Linked DNA regions of Sus scrofa: regions 1 and 3 are each linked to region 2. A link is a contact called in public Hi-C and promoter capture Hi-C data. All regions are on one chromosome and are shown on one strand. The core of a region is the stretch at or near the end of the contact, and the rest is flanking DNA. Distances in the headings are between cores, read along the strand shown. Region 1 holds the start of INO80 (DNA helicase INO80). Region 2 holds the start of EXD1 (piRNA biogenesis protein EXD1). Region 3 holds the start of OIP5 (protein Mis18-beta).

What was found. Promoter capture Hi-C pulls out the DNA fragments that hold promoters and counts their contacts. A called contact is a pair of places that touch in the nucleus more often than the background predicts.
Region 1: a contact with region 2 is called in a Hi-C map of skeletal muscle, with 4 times the contacts expected there. The contact joins the promoter of INO80 here to the promoter of EXD1 in region 2. A contact is called at or near these places in 2 of 5 promoter capture datasets (fetal liver and liver), 12 of 47 Hi-C or Micro-C datasets (alveolar macrophages, blood, brain and 6 more) and 2 of 2 datasets of contacts at active chromatin or transcription factors (alveolar macrophages and skeletal muscle).
Region 3: a promoter capture Hi-C map of fetal liver shows a contact between it and region 2, with 2.1 times the contacts expected there. The contact joins the promoter of OIP5 here to the promoter of EXD1 in region 2. A contact is called at or near these places in 2 of 5 promoter capture datasets (fetal liver and liver) and 5 of 47 Hi-C or Micro-C datasets (blood, embryonic fibroblasts and liver).

The regions. Positions count from the first base shown.
Region 1 is chr1:130,200,149-130,203,761 of Sscrofa11.1, forward strand. It overlaps INO80 (DNA helicase INO80), which reads left to right and starts at 1,557. Exons shown (of 36, transcript XM_003121588.5): 1 at 1,557-1,877.
Region 2 is chr1:130,110,053-130,113,838 of Sscrofa11.1, forward strand. EXD1 (piRNA biogenesis protein EXD1) reads left to right here and starts at 2,409. Exons shown (of 11, transcript XM_021097534.1): 1 at 2,409-3,077. It overlaps CHP1 (calcineurin B homologous protein 1), which reads right to left and starts at 2,409. Exons shown (of 7, transcript XM_013993169.2): 1 at 2,100-2,409. The coding sequence starts at 2,166.
Region 3 is chr1:130,035,075-130,039,010 of Sscrofa11.1, forward strand. It overlaps OIP5 (protein Mis18-beta), which reads left to right and starts at 1,404. Exons shown (of 5, transcript XM_003121583.5): 1 at 1,404-1,748; 2 at 2,001-2,067. The coding sequence starts at 1,427. It overlaps NUSAP1 (nucleolar and spindle-associated protein 1), which reads right to left. Exons shown (of 12, transcript XM_021097458.1): 2 at 957-2,540. The coding sequence starts at 1,049.

The DNA.
Region 1 (3,613 bases), core at 307-2,806, 89 kb after region 2:
TTCCCCAAATGAACAGGTATTTGTGTTTTCTTTGTCTCCTTCTTTCCTTCACAAAGGGTGTATGTTATTTTTTAGGGCCGAATCTGTGGCATATGGAGGTTCCCAGGCAAGGAATCAAATCGGAGATACAGCTGCCAGCCTGCGCCACAGCCACAGATCTGAGCCGCCTCTGCAACCTACACCATAGCTCATGGTGACGCTAGATCCTTAACGCACTGAGGGAGGCCAGGGATCAAACCCACAACCTCAGGGTTGCTAGTTGAATTAGTTTCCGCTGCGCCATGACGGGAACTCCCCTTTAAGCAAAATTAATTCTTTTTTTTTGGTCTTTTCTAGGGCCGCTCCTGCGGCATATGGAGGTTCCCAGGCTAGGGATATAATTAGAGCTGTAGCCACTGGCCTGCGCAAGAGCCACAGCAACTCGGGATCCCAGCCGCGTCTGCGACCTACACCACAGCTCACAGCAATGCAACACCACAGCTCACAGCAATGCCGGATCTTTAACCCACTGAGCAAGGCCAGTGATAGAACCTGCAACCTCATGGTTCCCAGTCGGATTCGTTAACTACTGAGCCAGGACGGGAAATCCAGCAAAATTAATTCTTTAAAGTCCAGTGAATTCGGCCCAAGAAGGCTTCTCAGTGACCTTAACCAAACTCTGTTCTGCTTAAATGCTAAGGGCCAGACTGAAATGAATTAAAACATGAGACCCGAGGGAAATGAAATAGAATCCTTAACTTTCACTAAATTCCTCTAATCCTTATTTGCACTCAAGCTGTACACTAGATACTTCTCAACATACATGCTGCTCATTGAGCTATATTAACTTAAGTAAATGTGGGTTGCAGGAGTCTCAAACTACGGAGTTGGCACAGACAAATCAATTTCAGAGGTTCACTGAGTGAGTGTGAGAAGAGGGAGAGACTTCTGATGACAGGTCTGTGTTTCTAAGTGCTTGAATCTTAAAGCCTTCATTTATGCATCCTGTCCAAACTAAGAGTAGTTCTACACAGCAGGCATTTTCCCGAAAAATGTACAACTCCGCCCAAAGGTGCCAAAAACAGGATAAAATACCACGCCCAAGCCTATCCTTTCACTCAAGTGATCTCAGCAGTGCTTAGTAGCCCCTAACAAACTAATCACAAGAACCCTCCCAGATCCAGTCTGCGGATTGAACGTTCCCAAGATCCCGGGATGTTTCGATTGACGTTACTTCCGGGAAAAGTAACCTTTCTTCGGCGGTTGCAGGCCTGAAGAGGTCTCGCGACATTTGCTCCCGCGAGATCTGCTTGCTCACTCTAGCGATGACATCCTCCTCCTCCTCCTCGCCGCCTTTCGGCAATCTTCGCCAGTCCCAGCCCCGACCAATCTGCACTCAGATGGCATGGATCAGGGTCTCCCCCCCGAACCCCGGTCTGCGCGGGGCGTCAGGCGGCAGCTGCGGGGTGCGAGCTGCACGAGGTCGACAGCAGCGGCACTGCGGACGGCCACGGGCTGGCAACGAGCAGGGAGCGTGGGCGGGGCAGGGGTAAGCCCGCTGAGTAGCAGTTCGATTGTTCTGGCCTGGCTATGGCGCCTCTCCTCCCCCCCGCCATGGCTCCCCGTGTCCCTGCTCCGCTCCTCTCAGTGAGTGAAAGTGGCCGCCGCCGCCGCCGGCCCAGCGCCCGCAGCCGCCTCAGCGCCGCCGCCATCTTGGGGTCCCAGGAGCCGCCGAGGGAGCGAGCTAGGAGCGTCCACGCCCAACGCAGTCACCGTCCCACGGCCTCAGAGAGCAAACCGCGGCTCCACCGTCGGCGGGGCGACCCCCCCCTCCGGACCCCGCCCGCACTCCGCCCCCCCTCCGCCGCCGCCGCGGCGGCGGGGCCCGGCGGCCCGAGGTGAGGCGACTAGACGTGGGCGGGCGAACGGAGGGGGGGTTGTGTAGGCCCCGTTGCGCCCCTCTCTGCGGGCGACGACTGGGCCGCGTCTTAAAGGGGCCGTCGCCCCCGGCCCTTGGATTTGTTGGGGTTAGTAAGGAGGATGGGTATGGACACTCCCCACAAGATTAGGACCTCAGGGGACCTGGGCCTCGTCCTTTCCTCCTCCTGCCTCTGGAGACCTGGGGTCACGCGGTGACCTCAGCCAGCCTAGGAAGCCCGTGGGGCGCCCACACGTGGGGAGTGTGTTAGACCAGGTGCACGTGGGACCCGGTGGGGCGGTGTCGGGCTAACACGTGTGTGGGTTTGGGGGTGGGGTGGGGCAGGGCGGGGGCTGGTTTGGCTCAAGTGGGAACCTGGTGAGGGCTATATCTGTCCTTTTAAGCAGATGAGCTCTAAGGGCTTGACAGTGTGTCAGTTTATGGGGAACAAGTTGAGATCTGGGTGTATGGTGCACGCTGCTCGTTGGTGTTGGGTGGGGGCAGCCCAACACGTGCGCAGACTGAGGAGTGTGTAGGTGTCACCCCTTTCAGTCTTTTAGGCTTTTTTTAGGGCGTCTAGGCAAGTGTCATCCAATTTGACATTCCTTCTTGAGGTTGCTGATAAAAACTACTACTTCCGTAATCACCGAGGATGGAAGCCCCCTACAGTTGAGGAGTGAAAGATCCTAAGAAAACACTCACTATTTTAGTTAACAGCCAGCTGTGCCTGAGTTCTTTGATCCAAACACTGTCTGTAGTTTTACGTTCATATAGTTGCTGGAAGGAATGGAAGAAGAAAATAGGAATTTGACCTTCCTAACGTCACAAGTAACCAGCTTACTTTTCCAATCAGTGACTTTCATGACTTCCTTTCCCAAAGAAATTTTCATCGTGGTTTACTAGTGCCAGCTTTTTATTATATATTTTTAAAGTAACAGCTTTATTGAGATATAATTCACATACTGAAAAGCTCAGCCTTTTGAAGTGTACAGTTCCATGATTTTTGGTATACTAATAGACTTGTACAGCAGTCACCACTATAATTCATCACCCCCAAAAGAAGCCCCCTTAGCAGTTACTCTCTACTCTCCTTCCCTTGGCCCCTTTTAACCACTAATTTTTCTGTCTGTGTAAATTTGCCTAGTCTGGATATTTCACATAAACATAATTATACAATATTTTTGTGGCTGTCTTCTTTCACTTTACCATGTATTCAAGGTTCATCCATGTTGTAGCATGTATAAGGATTTAGTTCCTTTTTATTGCCAAATGTTCCAATTCCAGTTGTGTTTTATGCTTGAAATTCTCAAACTCTTCCTATAAAACATCAACTCGAGATTATTATATATGGTAAAAGTTACCTACCTACCAGATTCTAAAATGAACTTGTGTTTTTTAAGGATTAAATTCTATTATTTTGGTTCATTATGTTCTTTCCCTCTACATTTTGTAACAGAAGAATCCAAGTCAATTTTTAAAGATCTCTGTTTTTTAATAAGAAATAACTGTGAAACTCATAAAGATGATTAGAAGGTTCATGACTGATAAAAACTTTCTGAGTACATTAAGGTGGAAATGTGATTCAGTCTCAGCAACATACTATAAACCATGGCATTATAATTTCACTTAATGAAAGTTTGTCATAGCATTGCCAAGGGAAAGTATCATAACAGTTTTTGACTGCTGTTACTTGTGAAGAAAGACATAGGGCTATGA
Region 2 (3,786 bases), core at 1,159-3,658:
ACATAGGAAAATAACCCAGACAGAGTTCTATAGGAACAGAGGCCCCTTTCATTTGTTAAAATGTAATAAAACCAGAATGGGATTACTGCTCCCTTCATCTTAAGACAAAAATTGCTTTTTCCACCTTCACTCTGATGCACACTCCCTCATTATATGACTTTTATTTTAAGCACAAACACTTTAACTCTGGTGTCACCTAAGAAAGTAGTTCTCACAGGATTTATCGTTGTGGTACAGCAGAAATGAATCCGACAAGTATCCATAAGGATGCAGGTTCTATCCCTGGCCTTACTTATTGGGTCAGGGACCCAACATTGCTATGAGCTGTGGTGAAGGTCACAGACAAGCCTCGGATCCCGAGTTGCTGTGGCTGTGGCATAGGCTGGCAGCTGTACCTCCAATTTGACCCCTAGCCTGGGAACTTCCATATGCTACAGGTGTGGCCCTAAAATAAATAAATAAATGAAATAAAATAAAGTAGTTCTTATATTTACAAGTGTGGCCAGAGGTCACAGCCACAAAGTGTTAAAATTCTTGCCCATATTTCCACTCTTGGAGTCAGAGTAAGTCATAAAATGACCATAAGGTCAAGTGGCCAAACATACTGCACATTATAAACAGCTAACTATTTTCTGTCATTTGTTCAAAATCATAAAAAGGACTACTTTGGAAGGTGGAGTTCCCATTATGGCTCAGGAGTAATGAGCCTGACTAGTATCCAAGACGATATGAGTTTGATCCCCGGCCTCACTTGGTGGGTTAAGGATCCAGTGTTGCTGTGAGCTGTGGTGTAGGTAGAAAACGTGGCTCAGATCCCTTGTGGCTATGGCTGTGGCATAGGCCAGCAGTTGAAGCTCCAATTTGACCTCTAGACTGGGAACTTCCATATGCCGCAGGTTTGGCCCTAAAAAATAAAATAAATATAATAAAAAGAACTACATTGGAAGGTGGTGAGCTCACCATCCTTAAAGTCATTATGGAGAGACTTAATGACCATGAGTTTGGAGATGCTGAAAGCAGTAAACCAATCTGAGAAGGGATGAGACTAGATAAATAACATCCCTTCCAACTTGAAGATTCTAGAAAGTTAAACAGCATTTAATTTATCTCAGGCCACCACTGCCTGAGTAATTCTGAAGTTACCCAAGCACTCACTATTATCTGCAAATGGACCATTCGGTGACTTACTTGTCATCTCATTATCAAAGACAGGTATCCTAAAACTCAGAACCCAGATGCTTCCACAAATCATGTAAAATACATGAGTCATAATGGATTAGTGAGAAGAGAAAATATCATACGCATTATCGAGGGCCAGCTACACAAATATATGATGTTTTCTGGGATTCTGAAATCCCAAAGCCATGTTACCCCTTTCTGGTTAATGAGGAAGAGACTGGATTATTAAAGTCAGTTCCTAAAACAAATTCACACTGAGATTTTTGGAGCACATCCAGTTTCTATGGCGACTGCATAAAGTAAACCAGCATAATAGAAATCAATATATCTGAAATCAGGACAGCAAACATCCTCAGTGTAAATTTAAAAAACTGGTAGTCACAGAATCCGTACTTTCTCTCCACAAGTTCAAAATGAAAGAAGTCTCACTCTCAGATCCCTGACTCTTTAAGGTCTCCCATCAGCAGGTCATGTCTTCCAAAGCCTTACTATACGATCTCACTTTCTGTATTTATTTTTCTAGCTGAGGCAATAATTTGTTTGATTTCCCACCGTTGTCAGTAGCTGTAACACCCTGCCCAGAAACGTCACAGAAACGGACAGAATGTTTTCTACAGGATTCCTTCAGAAATTTGAGGTTGTTCCAGAAAGATAAAAAATTCGGAGACTTTCAAGTGCAAGAGGAGAAAAGAGCGGGATTACTTTGAGCAGGACAACCCCACAGGAGCCAGAGCCCCACTCTGGGTAGCTGTAGCTGTAAGAACTGGTTCTCCATCATCCCCGAAGCTCTAGCGCTGGAAACTTCCCAGGAACCCCACAACCTCCCGGCACCCCAGCTTCAGACTTCAGCTACAGTTACCCTCCCTCCTGAGGCCAACCGGCGGCGCCCGGCCGCGTTGCCACCCCCTACCCGAACTCACAGCCAGTCTCCTTCTTGATCTCCTCGAGCTCTTCGTCCCGCAGTAACGTGGAGGCCCGGGACCCCATCACTAAGCCGGGAGCTCCTCCGGGAGCAGGGGCGCCTGAAGCGACAGCGGCTGCAGGAGAGAGGGAAGAAGGGGAGGAAGGACCGGGGTCAAAAACGGAGAGGGCAGTATTTCTACTGAGGGCCGGGAAGGGAACCCAGGGGTGGCGCGCGGAGAAGGGCGGCCCAGAGGCCCAGCCAATTGGGAGTGAGACTGCGCCCGGCTCAGGAGCCGACGTCGACGTTCCTAGCTCCAGCCCCCGAATGAATCAGCCCAGCGCCAGGCCAGGTCTAGCTCAAAACGGACCACGCCCCCGGAACCATGATGCCACCGGCCTTAAATGGGCAATGCCACTCTGGCCTTAGAGACCGCAATTAAAAGGGCAACGCCTTGACCCACCGTTTTACAACACGCAGACCTGTGACATACAGCGTAGCCAACCCCTTTATCACAGAACTCTAATTCTAGAAACCCCACCCTACAACTGGCATGGATCGCGGAGAGAAACAATCAAAATAGACAAAACGTCGCTTGGGTGAAAGCCAGGGCGTGTCTCCTGGGAACTGCATGCTGGGAGTTGCATCTCATTTTTCCTGCCTGGGGGGCGCTCGGGTGCCAGCTTCGGGGCCGCGCGCTGATTGGCTCCTTGGGAAACAGCCGGGACCTTCTGTTCAGGCCGGTTGGCGTCCGCTCCGCTGCGTCGGTGTCCTGCGCTGCGTACTTTTCTGTAATTTGTTTTTTTCTGGACTGTCCTTTGGTAACAGCCACCGCGGGCTTGGAACTTCCCGAGAGTTCTTCCTTAACAGCAGTCCCTCTTTTGTTAGTTCAAGACTGAAGCGCGAGGAACTCACCATTTGGCTGAAATAGGGACCAGATTTCCTAAACTTCCGTCGGAGAAAAAAAAATCTAACGGTGGAGGAGAGAATTTCTAGTGTATGGCCCGCAGTTTGTTTTTAAGTTTCTTATTTTGCCTTAAAGATGAGGGATTTTGCATTTTGTTCTCATGGCATATTTTTGTTTTCCTGAAAACGCTTAAAGCCACTTGTTAAATTAGTACACCCTGCCAGGTGAACCAGATCTTTAACTGTGGCTTCAGTGCCTTTACACCCCTTCACTCGATTGTTGGGCTTATTACAGAACAGATTTGAATTATGGAAGAACCAAATTTTGACCTCTGTCACTTAGTACCTAAGTACTAGAAGGCTATTTTAGCGAGCTGCCCAAGTCAACTTAGATTACTAGTTTTTAAGCTTTACCTAAGGCTTTGATAGATTGGCATGAGATCAAGTTTATAGTCTTACTGAGTTTGTTTTCGTGATTGACTTACTCTGTTTTGTCCTAATAATGTCTGCCGTCATACACAGAATGTAGCATTTTGGATATGCTCGTCTAGACCACAGGAGCTTCCTTTTATCCTGCGAGTATGAGTATGGTAGAAAAAGTTTGATGTCAGCGACATGTGTCCATTTTCTGAGTCTGCCTTGAAGCCTGTCTCTGGATCCTGACCTTACTTGTTCTTCCAAATTTTGAATCTTACCTTTTGCAGCTGTCCTCAAGGCTTTCTTTGCTTTGTGTTGTTTTTCTGATTTACTTTAACATTTCTTAAATTTCCTTATTGTCCAAGCATTTCACAAACTTGTTT
Region 3 (3,936 bases), core at 154-2,653, 76 kb before region 2:
TCAGGGATCAGTACAGTTTGGATGGTGCTTTGGGTAAAAGAGTCCAGCCAGATTACAAAAATAATTTAGAGATTTAAGGTACAGAATTAAGGTTTGTTTATAAAAATATTGAGGAGCAATTAAACACAATAGCTCAGAAATATTTCCAAAGATAGTCCTTTATCATTTAGCCCCAACAGGTGCAGAGACAGATTATTTTCTTTAAACCACCTAGAAACACTTGTGAGGACTGATTTAGGCATTCATTCAGTGTAAATACGACAGCTTGCTGAACAAATCTCCAGAGTATACATTAATACTGTGTGGGAAAACTCCTCTAGAATATAAAAAACTTCAATCCCAAATTAAAACCCTGCATTTCCCCAAGGGGTTTGCAGTCTCGGAGTCAAAGACTTTACCGGCTTTGACTAGAACACTACCACAGCAGTGGCCAATGAAGGAACTATCCTACTAGATCAGAGCTGTTATAAAAACTTTTCCAAGGTGATGAGAGGGGTCCTCTAAAAGTTCTTTCTTCCAGGTTCCCCATGAAAATAGATTTGGGGCGCTGTTATAACACAAAAAGTGTTCGTTGTTTGCAGTTTTCCAGAAGCCTAGGCAATTATTTCTGCGACTGCCTAACAATCGGCATTTAGAAGCAGCATTCCTTTCGCTTTCTAAGCCTGCGTTTTGTAATTGAAGCCCTGACAATTACTATCGAGTACTTCAAAAAAAAACCCAAGCCAAACCCTTTTGGAGCCGGGGCCTTCGTGAGCCTCCAAAAAAGTCAGCCGCAACATAAGCTGAAAACTACGGCTCCCTTTCGGTTTTGCAAAGTTACTAGGACCCTTGGGTGAACCAAACCAACCGCCCCAGGGCCAGGACAGCCGCCTCAGTCTTTCAGGTTCCCCCCACCCAGCCCCCATCGAGTCTTGAAAAGGCCGCTCATACTACCCCACCCGCCACCGGCCCCATACCCTGAGATTAGCCCGGAGGCCCAGATTCTTGGCCAAGTTCTGCAGGTCACTGTATTTGAAGGAGTCCAGCTCCTCCAGGGAGGACACAATCATGGCGAACTGCAATCCAGGCGACCACGAAGAAGATCAGTAACCCCCTCTCCAAAGCACGGTTGAAAACTCTGGCGCGGCTCGAAGCGTTAACCAAACCGAATTTTATAGAGAGTTTAAATTACGAATGATGCACTTCCATTGGTTAAAACTGCCTCATAGGCAGGGTCTCCCGGTATTGACCAATAGAAAGGCTTATTTCCCCTCCCAGTGACGCACATTCTCCTCCACCCCTCGCCAACACCTGGGCGCCAAACAGTGTGTCCAGGCAACGAGTGCGCGGCAGAAACCCCGATACACGTTGTCCAATGAGGACTCAGGAACTGAGCTTGGGGCGGGGCCTGGCGCGTCTTTGAAACGGAGGCGGGGGCTGCGGGAAGATGGCGGCGCGGCCGCGGAGGCATCGCTCGTGCTATCCAAGGCAGTCGCGGCGTGACTTTTGTGATGGCCCTAAGAAGGCGACTGACGAAACTTCTCTTACGACTTCCATGGAGTGGGACACGCAGGTGGTGAAGGGGTCTTCGCCGCTTGGCCCCGCTGGGCTCGGGCCGGAGGAGCCCCCAGCGGCCCCGCGGCTGCCATGGTGGCTGCAGCCCGAGAGGTGCGCCGTGTTCCAGTGTGCGCATTGCTACGCTGTGCTCGCCGACTCGGTGCACCTCGCATGGGACTTGTCGCGGTCCCTTGGAGCCGTGGCCTTCTCCAGTGAGTGGGAGCAGTGTCTGGGGAAGGCGTAGGCGGGTCGAGAGGGAGTTGCGGCTTTTTATTGGGGGCTTAGAACTCACGGGGAAGAAAACGAGTTGAAAATTTGAAAGAAATGAACTCCTTTGCCAGGGGTGGGTGGGGGCGACTTTTCGTAGTTTTTTTTTGTGGCTGTGATGAGTCTTTCTGGAAGGAAGAGGTTTCCCCTTTCATTGCCTCACAGGTAGTCATTCTGACCCGTGTTTGTTTTCCTAGGAGTCACAAATAACGTAGTTTTGGAAGCTCCTTTCCTAGTTGGCATTGAAGGTTCGCTCAAAGGCAGGTACGTACTGAGAATTCCAGATGGTCATTAAGTCATTCCCAGATTTAATGAGACCGAGGGGGGAATGGAACCGACTTGCACGAGGAGAAAACAGTTTATTCCTACCTTGTGCTAGAAGAAAAGTTTCTTCCATCCATATCTGAAGGATTCTCCTTTTACCTGATTGAGTCTTGTACGAGGTTGATATAGCAATGAAATGGAAAAGCTGTATTTGTGTGTAGGTTTTAAAGTCTGAGGGCCACATCTACCTCGCGCCTTGTGGAAGTGAGTTTAAGAAAGTTATGTCTGGAGTTCCCATCCTGGCGCAGTGGTTAACGAATCCGACTAGGAACCATGAGGTTGTGGGTTCAATCCCTGACCTCGCTCAGTACGTTAAGAATCCAGTGTTGATTTGAGCTGTGGTCTAGGTTTCAGACTTGGCTCGGATATGATGTTGCTGGGAACCTTCCCCTTCATATGCCTCCGGTATGGCCCTAAAAAAACAAAACAAAAAAATGTGGCCATTCTGAATTGAAATATGCTGTGATTAAAGTTTTGAAGAATTTTAAAATATTGATTATATGTTGAAATGATATTTTTGAATAACAGGTAGCATAAAATATATTAAAAATAATTTTGGAGTTCCCATCGTTAAGCGGTTAACCAACCCAACTAGGATCCATGAGGGCACAGGTTTGATCCTTGGCCTTGCTCAGTGGGTTAAGGATCCAGTGTTGCCATGAGCTGTGGTGTAGGTGGCAGACACGGCTCGGATCCCGCATTTCTGTGGCTGTGGTATAGGCCGACAGCTACAGCTCCAATTCAACCCCTAGCCTGGGAACCTCCATATGCAGTGGGTGTGGCCCTAAAAAGACAAAACAAAAAAAACAAAAAAAAAAACTTTCACCTGTTGACAGATTTTTTTTTTTTTTTTTTTTGTCTTTTTGCCATTTCTTGGGCTGCTCACGTGGCATATGGAGGTTCCCAGGCTAGGGGTCGAATCTAAGCTGTAGCCACTAGCCTACGCCAGAGCCACAGCAACACAGGATCCAAGCTGTGTCTGCAACCTACACCACAGCTCATGGCAACGCCGGATCCTTAACCCACTGAGCAAGGCCAGGGATCAAACCCTCAACCTCATGGTTCCTAGTCAGATTCGTTAACCACTGAGCCATGACAGGAACTCCGACAGAAAATTTTTTAAGCAAGACTGATAGAAAATATAAAATTACTTATGTGGCTTGTATTCTTTTTTTTTTTTTTTTGTATTTTTAGGGCTGCACCTGTGACGTATGGAAGTACCCAGGCTAGGGGTCGAGCAGAGCTGTAGCTGCTGGCCTAGATCCCAGCAACCTGGATCCCAGCTGTGTCTGTAACCTACACCACAGCTCATGGCAATGCGGGATCGTTAACCCACTGAGTGAGGGCAGGAATCGAACCTGCATCCACATGGATAATAGTCGGGTTTGTAAACCACTGAGTCAGAACAGGAACTCCTAAAATTAATTTTTTGTTATATCTTTGAAAGAAAAATCCTGATTTGAGTTCCATTAATAAATTGCTTAGTAAGCCCTAATCAAGTTTATTATCATACTTCAACTGGAAATCAATTTGATGGTGGTTAATTTATATGGTCATGTGTAGTTATATACATTTATTTATTTATTTATTTAGGGCTGCATCTGTGGCATATGAAGTTCCCAGGCTAGGGGTCACATCGGAGCTGCAACTGCTGGCCTACACCACAGCCACAGCAACGCCAAATCCAAGCCGGATCCTTAACCCACTGAGTGAGGCCAGGGATCGAACCAGCAACCTCATGGCTCCTAGTTGGATTTGTTCTGCTGCAACACGACGGGAACTCCACAAGTTAACTTTTCTTGAATGTGA